2 separate regions of the Gossypium hirsutum genome follow, and region 1 is linked to region 2. Evidence: chromatin contacts called from public Hi-C data. All regions are on one chromosome and are shown on one strand. Each heading gives the region's core, a stretch centred on a gene start, on an enhancer-like site or on the middle of the called end of the contact. The rest is flanking DNA. Distances are from core to core; before and after follow the strand shown. Region 1 holds the start of LOC107886295 (mitogen-activated protein kinase 17-like). Region 2 has its middle 100 kb from the start of LOC121222992.

Evidence for each region. Hi-C and Micro-C count contacts between places; a contact is called where the count stands out from the background.
Region 1: a Hi-C map of leaf shows a contact between it and region 2, with 3 times the contacts expected there. The contact joins the promoter of LOC107886295 here to the enhancer-like site in region 2. A contact is called at or near these places in 11 of 34 Hi-C or Micro-C datasets (hypocotyl, leaf and petal).

Annotation. Positions count from the first base shown.
Region 1 is chrA03:89,409,317-89,413,873 of Gossypium_hirsutum_v2.1, forward strand. LOC107886295 (mitogen-activated protein kinase 17-like) reads left to right here and starts at 2,170. Exons shown (of 10, transcript NM_001326724.1): 1 at 2,170-2,575; 2 at 2,665-2,792; 3 at 2,894-2,953; 4 at 3,334-3,483; 5 at 3,575-3,730; 6 at 3,825-3,962; 7 at 4,068-4,141; 8 at 4,493-4,557. The coding sequence starts at 2,170. It overlaps LOC121222992 (a long non-coding RNA gene), which reads right to left and starts at 915. Exons shown (of 3, transcript XR_005920344.1): 1 at 779-915.
Region 2 is chrA03:89,307,923-89,312,463 of Gossypium_hirsutum_v2.1, forward strand. No RefSeq gene overlaps it. Among protein-coding and RNA genes, the nearest start is that of LOC121222992, 100 kb to the right of the region's middle. Within about 2 kb of position 3,224, at least 1 of the 9 cell types and tissues checked has an H3K27ac peak or open chromatin away from gene starts, as enhancers often do. A contact at or near this core is called in leaf, where this site is marked.

The DNA.
Region 1 (4,557 bases), core at 920-3,419, 100 kb after region 2:
AATATACAATACTCATACTTTAAAAAACATAAAAAAAAAGCAAAATTAATGGTTGATTATTTTTTTTTTGCATCTTCTGTTTCTTGACATAGCTTTCATATCCTAAGAAAAGAAAAAAACAAATAATTTGTTTTTACAATTTTAATTTTGAAAATAATTTAAATTAATTAAAATTTTGATTTGAGTTTGAAAAAGAAAATTTTGAGGTATATTTTAGCTAAAAAAAATGACAAGCTTATGTAAGATCAATTTTAGATTTTCTTTAGGGGTATAAAACTTAAATTGAATATATTACTAATTTAGTTTTGAAACATTGATAAAGCATGCAATGTAATGATCTAACTGTTTTTTGTTCAGTTTTAAAATTGTTATTTAATTATAATGAAAGACAATTTTTTTTATTTCTCATACATATTAATTCTTTAACGACAACATTTTTAAAGTTTTATTTTTCTAAATTTTTTTATAAAAATTTTTTATTTTTAATTAATTTTAAGATTTTTAAAATTTGAATGTAAAATTAAGATCAAATTTATAGAAAATATAAAAAATGAGGACTATTAATATTATTATATTAAGTAAAAAAGTGTCACACTTAGCAGTCAGATTAGAGGAAAAATAATTTTAAAAACTTAAAAATAATCAAATTGAAATTTTCTTACTAACTAATAAGTTTTTCCCTTAAAGATGTTGACTATTTTCTTGGCCCCAAAAGAAAAGAAAAGAAATCTAAATTGATATATAAGAAATTTCCAATTTCATAGACGAATGATGTTACCTTACGTAACACAGACGACAAAGTTACTCCCTCAAATTGCAGTGCAAGACATTGAACTCCAAATGTATTTTGCGTACGTGGCACCACCTCCTTCATTATCATCCCCAATACGAAATTTGGCCATGTTAATAAAACCATAAATATAGGGCGTGCGGAAGGTGAAGGGAGGGAAGGGAGAAGCGACGGAGCTCAACCCTAAATCACCCTTTCACCGCACGAGTTTCATCCACTCAGCGATTCGCAGCCTCCGCGTCAAAATCTCAACTCAACTTGCCTTGCTTTGCTTTCCCCTTCTGATAAATTTCATTCTAATTATTAATATTACAACTTAATAGCAATCCTACTTACTATCATCTATGGCCGATGCCTGAAACGACATCACCTCACCTCTTCCCCGATCCTCTCTCTTTATAGCTCCGGAAACGTGGGGATAAGATAAGGTTCGAATTTCGATCAAGTCCTTTTTTCAGATGAATATGCCTTTTTTTATTACAAAAGAAAAATATGATGATTTTTTTAAAAAAATTCGGTATTTTATCAAATTTATATTTGTGACATAAATAGTAATGATGACCTTTCTGACAGCAGTTCTGTTTTGACATATTCAAGTTTTTGTCAGCATCCTACTTGATACGGGGTATTATATATACGTATAAATATACGTTTACGTTACACTGTATTTTCATACGTAGAAGGTGTTGCAGGTGTTATTTGAGCAGTTCATATCTTGTCTCCGCGTTTATTTGAAGGAAGCTCTTCTCTCATCACTCATCAATATTCAAGCTTCTGCTTTGGCCTCTTTTGCCGACAAAAAAAAAAAGAGTAATTTCTCTTTTTGCTCCTTAATCAGTTAAAGTATCTGTTTTTCTTTTAAATGAGACTTTTTTTTTTCTTTTTCTGCGGTTTGAATGTCTGTTAGATGTGTGATATTGAAGCTTGAAAGTTTCCTCATAGAATGAAAATTTTAGCTTTTACGATGAAAATGACTGAAAAACAAAAGGGGATTTATTTATAAGTTTATTGGGTTGAATTTCTTTTATTGAGTTTTAATGATAGTTAGTATTCGTCTGCATAAAGCTTTTTCTTTTCTCCTCTTAGCTATTTTCTTGGAGATTCTTATTAGTCTTGAACATTCAACAAAGGGTGACAGTTATTCTTATATTTAGAAAATATTTTGAACATAAATCTGTAGTTAGATCCATTTGGCTCTATATAGAAATCTACCAAATCAATGGCTTTGAGTTAATCATAACATTCATATTATATGATAGGTGGTTTGATATGCTTCTCTTGTATAACTTTTAAGTACACTGTGAGAATGCTTAGGAGTAAGTTTTTTCATGTTACTTTCTTTCAGATTGAATCTAATGGTTATTTGTTTTAATCAGAAAATGTTTGGCAAAGACTTTTTCACCGAATATGGCGAAGCAAGTCAATATGAAATAAAGGAAGTAGTAGGCACAGGAAGTTATGGTGTGGTTGCCTCTGCAATTGATACTCACACTGGAGAGAAGGTAGCTATTAAGAAGATAGCCAATATCTTTGAGCACACATCTGAAGCCACACGTATTCTGAGAGAGATCAAACTTCTACGGCTGCTGCGTCACCCTGACATAGTTCAGATAAAACACATAATGCTTCCTCCATGTCAAAGAGAATTCAAAGACATATTTGTTGTTTTTGAGTTGATGGAATCTGATCTTCACCATGTTATAAAAATCAATGATGATCTAACCCCTGAGCATCATCAGTTTTTCTTATACCAGCTTCTTCGGGGTCTGAAATACATTCACACAGGTTGCCTTCTTTTACATCTCAATTGTTGTACCAATTTGTGATTATAAATGACCCACTTTTTATTAATCTTTTCCTTTCAATTTTTTCAGCACATGTTTTCCATAGAGATTTAAAGCCAAAAAATATACTTGCTAATGCGGATTGCAAACTGAAACTTTGTGATTTTGGACTCGCTCGGGTGTCATTTACGGACGTTCCTTCTGCTATTTTTTGGACTGTTAGTGCTTCTTTCTTGCTTCTGACTGCTTTGCTATTCATAACTATTGTGTGTACCATGTTTGCTGTTTTCACTATCTGATCATCATTTAATCTGTTAAGGATTATGTGGCAACTCGATGGTATCGTGCTCCTGAACTGTGCGGTTCATTTTACTCCAACGTATGTACTGTTGTTTTCCTTTTCTTCAATTGTTTTAATATAGGAATTGTTAGTCAGATGTATAATTAATTTTCAGTTGTCCTCTTTTAGTCTTTTTAGGGATTTTTGTGTTAATAGGCAACGACAAAAACTATATATTTTAGTTTTCTTCTTGTGTCATGCTTGCTACCCTGCTTGAGGAGGTAAAATGGCCGGTTCTTGAGTAAGAAAGAAGCTTCCTTGCATATACTTTGTGAATTGAAGAATGTCTAGATATATCATATACATGTCATACGCATACACTGCTAGTAGAAATTATATTCTATTCAGGTGAACCAAATTGAGCAAAACTTCTCTAGGAACTTTGTTTAATTGATTTTTAAACCCAATTATTTGTGCAGTACACCCCTGCGGTCGATATTTGGAGTGTAGGATGCATATTTGCTGAGTTGATCACTGGAAAACCATTGTTTCCAGGGAAGAATGTGGTGGACCAATTGGATCTTGTGACCGATTTGCTTGGCACTCCCTCTGCTGAAACAATTGCAAGGGTTTGCCATCTCTTTTAAGATACTTCCCTGGCTTTTTCTAAACAGGGACAACATCTTTTCTAACCATCTTGATTCTTCATAATATCTGCAGATTAAGAATGAAAAAGCTAGAAATTATTTGAATAGCTTGAGAAAAAAGAAACCAATTCCTTTCTCAAAAAAATTCCCAAATACAGATCCATTGGCCCTCAAATTGCTTGAGCGTCTGATCGCATTCGATCCTAATGATCGTCCATCCGCTGAAGAGGTAAACTATAGGGGTTCTAATAGTTTTAAGGTTTGAATCTCTTTTCTTCTTACGTTATTGTATTTCCTAACTTATATGATTGTTCTTTATGCAGACATTAGCTGATCCATATTTCCATGGATTGGCAAATGTGGACAATGAACCATCCATGCAACCCATTTCAAAATTGGAATTTGAGTTTGAAAGAAGGAAATTATCAGAAGATGATGTCCGAGAGCTAATTTATAGAGAGGTATTTATGTGCATAGAGATTAGTTCTTGCCTTAGTGATAAATTATCCATTTTAATGCCCTCTTCTATTTAATGTTTACTTCATCTTATTTTAAGTTGCAAATAGATATTAGAGTACCATCCACAGATGCTTCAGCAATACCTTCAAGGCAAAGATCAGATTAGCTTCATGTATCCAAGGTAAAGCATCCAAACTGATAGTTACATTGAACATGAGTGTCAGGCCTCAGCTGCTGGAACTACAAAGTGATGAAGTATTAAGTTCCTTTATATTCATAAACTGATAGTGATACTAAAATCTTGTATTCCACAAAAGATTACAGTGTTGCATGTGCTGAAAGGTCGTGATGAGCAAAACTGTCATTCGTCATGAATGATGTTATTATGAACACCTATTTCACATTATCATTGTTTTAAGTACTGTTCTACATATGCTTGTTACTGCAATATTTGTCATAACTACAGCTTACATCCCTATATTGTTACTCTAAATGCTGCTGAATGTTAATCAAGTGTTTTATGTCAACGCAGTGGAGTTGATCGGTATAGGCAACAATTTGCCTGTCTTGAGGGACAAGGCAAAATTGAAAGAGGCA
Region 2 (4,541 bases), core at 1,974-4,473:
CACACTAACATATAACCCAATATGCTTCCATGGAAAATAATCATTGATAGCTCACTTTCCCATGTTGGTCAAATTTTCACTCTAGTTCCTAAAATTTTTAAATTTTACAATTTGGTCCTTTTCTCACATTTCCACTTCTAAATTATTTTTAAAATTGTATCATCTCAATTATCAACTTTAATTCCATAAGGTTCTTTTATCCAATTCATATTTCAATTTTTCTCATCAATTCACTGTATTTGTTATCAAAATAATATCATGTGTCTAGACGAGAATTTTGGGATGTTAAAGATTAGAAGTCTCAAATGAAACTTTCAAACCTTCAATTTGTAGCATCCAAAACGGTTATGAAAGAACGATTATAAAAGAACTGGGAATAAATGTTTTGAAGATATGGATAGTGGGAGTGAGAAAAAATAGTGAATGTGTTATGCATGAGGAATAACGGAAGGGGGGAAAGTTACAAACATTAAATGAAAGTTACAACTCATGTAATTTTTTATGAGTACTAAAAATTCTATCACATGCGTATGCATGTAGAAATCACGAATTTAGAACACAAAAGTATGTTTAAAAATAACATAAAATAAAAAATGAAACGTGTGACTTGAAGCTAATTAATAATAACACATGAAATATGTACGATATTAAAATAATAAAAATTAGATTAATAATATATCTTAAATTAATTATGAAAAGACATTTCTGTAATTTCTTTAATCGAGTTGGTGCCTCGTTGACACATAACACCAACTCAATCAATGACTTAAATAGTAGTATAGATATACAACTGATAGAGATAATAAATTGTACATATTAAAAAAAATTGTATAAAATATATTAAAATTAGGCTTTGATTGAGTAGTAAATTTAGGTTTTACTAATTATGTGGATTCAAATTCCATCATATATATATTTATTGCTAAATGAAAAGATTAAAACACCCTCGAATGATATAACTTATTTTAATTATAAAAAGATATTTTCATAATTTTTCTAACCGAGTTGATATCAAGTTGACTCATAATGCCAATTCACTTAAAGGCTTAAATAATAATGTAGATAACATTACTTGCATGCTCATATGAAAATGTAATTTCTATTTGATTAGAAAGGAAAAGCAATTGTATTTTGAGAAAAGCTGGACTTCTTAACATTGATCGTATTTGGAGCCTCTAAATCATGCTTTTCAAACATACCAAAAATGAAGCAAACCCACGAATCTTGTCATTCTACCTAAGTTTAGATCTATAGCATTCTCAACATGAAATGTCATTCTCAAAGTTAGTTGTTCCCAATAAAAGGTGTCATTCCCGAGATTAGTTGTTCTAACAAGGAATATAGTTCCCAATGTTAATGGTTGTCGGCATGGAGTGTTGTTCCCAAGGTCAATTATTTCAATATAGAGTGTTGTATCCATTTTTAATTTGGAGCGTGGTTTCTTAGGTTGGTGCCATAGTTTTCTAAATATGAAAGCTATGCCCAACATTACTTCCACAGCATTTACAATGTGGAAGTTTTGTATAAGATTACCTATATAGCTTTCTTAATATGGAATGTACTTCCCAAAGAATGATACCATAGAGAATAATATTGACTGTAAGTATTATTAATAGAAACGTCATTAATAAAAAATGAATATTTAAATTTTGCCCCAAGAGAATCTCTTTTTCATGTATTTATGCAAAATATTAATAATGAGACATAACAATTATGAACTCCAAAAATAGGCCCATTGGCCGAAGAGGAGTTCATTCGTACCCATAATCAGGATTGGATCCGCAAGTTTACAATGTCACTCACCTTTGTTCGAACCCTTAAAGCATATTATTATTATTATTTACTACAAATATATGTTTAAATTAATGAAAAGAGAAATTATGAAATTCAAACGGTAGCAACCTAGTGAAAGTGTAAACCTTCGAAATATGATTCTTTACTAATGTTCTATTTACTAATAACAATTGAAATTGATAATCTTTTACGTACTATTTCCTTGTAAAAGATGTTCTCGTCTTCTCACATTAACTATCCTGCAAGCTATGGAAGATATACATTTTTAATGAATTGTACTTAGATTGCCCTCAATTTTGCAAATATTTTTAAACTAAGTGTTTTTTTTTTCTTACATCTCATATTTTTATTCATATACTGAAATTTTAAATAAAATTTTTAAGTTTGAACAAATAACTTAACCTTTGAATAAGTATTTATATTATTACAAAATCTTTGACCCAACTAAATATTGATTTAATCATAAAAAGTATTACAATTTTTTTAAAATAACAATTATTACTGTAAATTTTTTATTTTTATTTTTTATATAAAAATTTAAATAAAATAACTTTCATCACTAAACCACCTCTTAAAAACCTACTTGCTTTTTAAAATAACCAACTTTTACATTTAAAAATGGGATATTATAATTTTTGGCCTTGGCAACTAGGTTCACTTGGTACTTGGATTTTTTTTTATTCATTTTGGTTTTTTAAACTTACCAACTAAATTCATTTTAGACCTTAAACTTGAAATATATAAAAGTTTAATGACATGGCATCTGAGATTGTGCCACATTATCACTTAAAAATTTAAAAAATTATATAGCTTTTTAAATGATGACGTGATATAATCTTAGAGTGTCAAATAGTGTCCTAATAACTAGACCAGTGGTTGAATCAGTCAGACCATTGATTTTCGATTCAACCGATATGATCGGTTCAACTATTAGACCAACAATTAAATAAATAATTAAAAATTCATAAAACTTTAAAACAATAAAAAAATTATTAAACTAGTTCAACATATTCAACTACTGATTTTTGTCCTAGATTTAGATTTTTATCGGGTCTATGCAATTTTTGATTCAATCGGTTCAATCCATTTATTTTGACTAGTATACTAGTCAGTTCTCAATTCAATCGGTCCAACTGATCAATCCAATTATATTCAAAAATACTGATCACATCATCAAATCTTGACGGAATCCAAATTCTGAGACTAAAATAGATCAAATTGTCAAGTTTAAGTATTAAAATAAATAAAAACGTATAATATCAAAATCAACCTAATTACTAGCGAAAATGATATATTATTCCTTTAAAAATCTAACTTTGATATATAATTTATTATTATATTATTTTCACATTAGCCTTTTTCTTTTATGGTGTCACATGCTCTAGTGTTAACAAGTGTGTGGACAAAAAAAAGAGCATTCAGTGAATTGGAGATAGCTCTCTGCATGCTCAAGTTGGTTTGAGGCACATATTTTTGTAATTTTCCCACTCAAACAAAGGTTTGAGTGTAGCTGGAATCAACACAAAATCTCATCTTACTATTTAAAAAATATTAAATAATTTTAAATTTAATTTTATAATATTATTTATCATATTTTATCACTAAATATTAAATAGATCTAATAGTATTTATTATCTGTTTATATTATATTTCTAATATCATAAATCTATTAGACATCAATTCTTTTAAAATGGTTAAAAATATTTTCATTTAAATAATAATAATAATAATAATAATAGATAAACGCGATGTTTTATCTTTTTCTATTTTATATAAAATATATAAAAATAAAACCATCATTAAATGGAATTAAACTAAATACCGAATTTTTTAAAATATTAATTTTATCATTCTAGTTAAAACTTTAAATTATTTTTACAAAATATTTTTATAAATATATTTTTTATATAATCTTTTATCCACTTGTCATAACTAATTTGTTTATAATATATCTTAAGCTTTTGACTAAATTGATATTATTCTTCAATTGGGTTTTAATATTCACTTAAAAAATTACCAAAACTTTTTTATAAAATAACAAATATTAATATAAAATTTAAAATTTTAATTATTTCAATTAAAATCTTACTTGATTTTAGAATAAAATTTAGTATTTTGTTAAAATAAAATAAAATTTTAGCAAATATATTTTTTATTTGTATTTTTGTTGTATATTTTATATGGCTGACAATAATGTGTACTAATAATTCTGCATTGCAACAACCGAGAAATGGTAGCCACCATTAACCGTGGGAATCTTTGAAAAGTAGCGGTCCGAAATTGTGCCGTAGAATATTTTGGTGTTAACCCATCGGTATCAGTACCAATGGCCACTATCCTTTTCCAAAGCATCATTTTCAATTTTTTTATTTAATAAATTTGATTTTTTAAATATAGTATATATATGATTTCTTTAATGTTATAGTTGTATAACATAAAAAATTATATATTTTGATATTTTATATTAATGGTGTTGGATTTTGTATTTAATTTAAATTTTAAGGTTTGTTGGATGAAAATTTATAATAACAATTAATTTTTATTAAAATAAAATTTAAACTTAAAAAAATAGTCATCATATTATATTTAATAAATTAAACACATAATTAAATAAATTTATAATAACACTAAATTTATTTTAATTGACAAACTCATAAAAATTTGAACTTACTAATTCATTAAATTAATTTTAAAACTCAAATCAAAGATTAATAAATTAAAATTGGTATTTTTATGTATTAAAATGT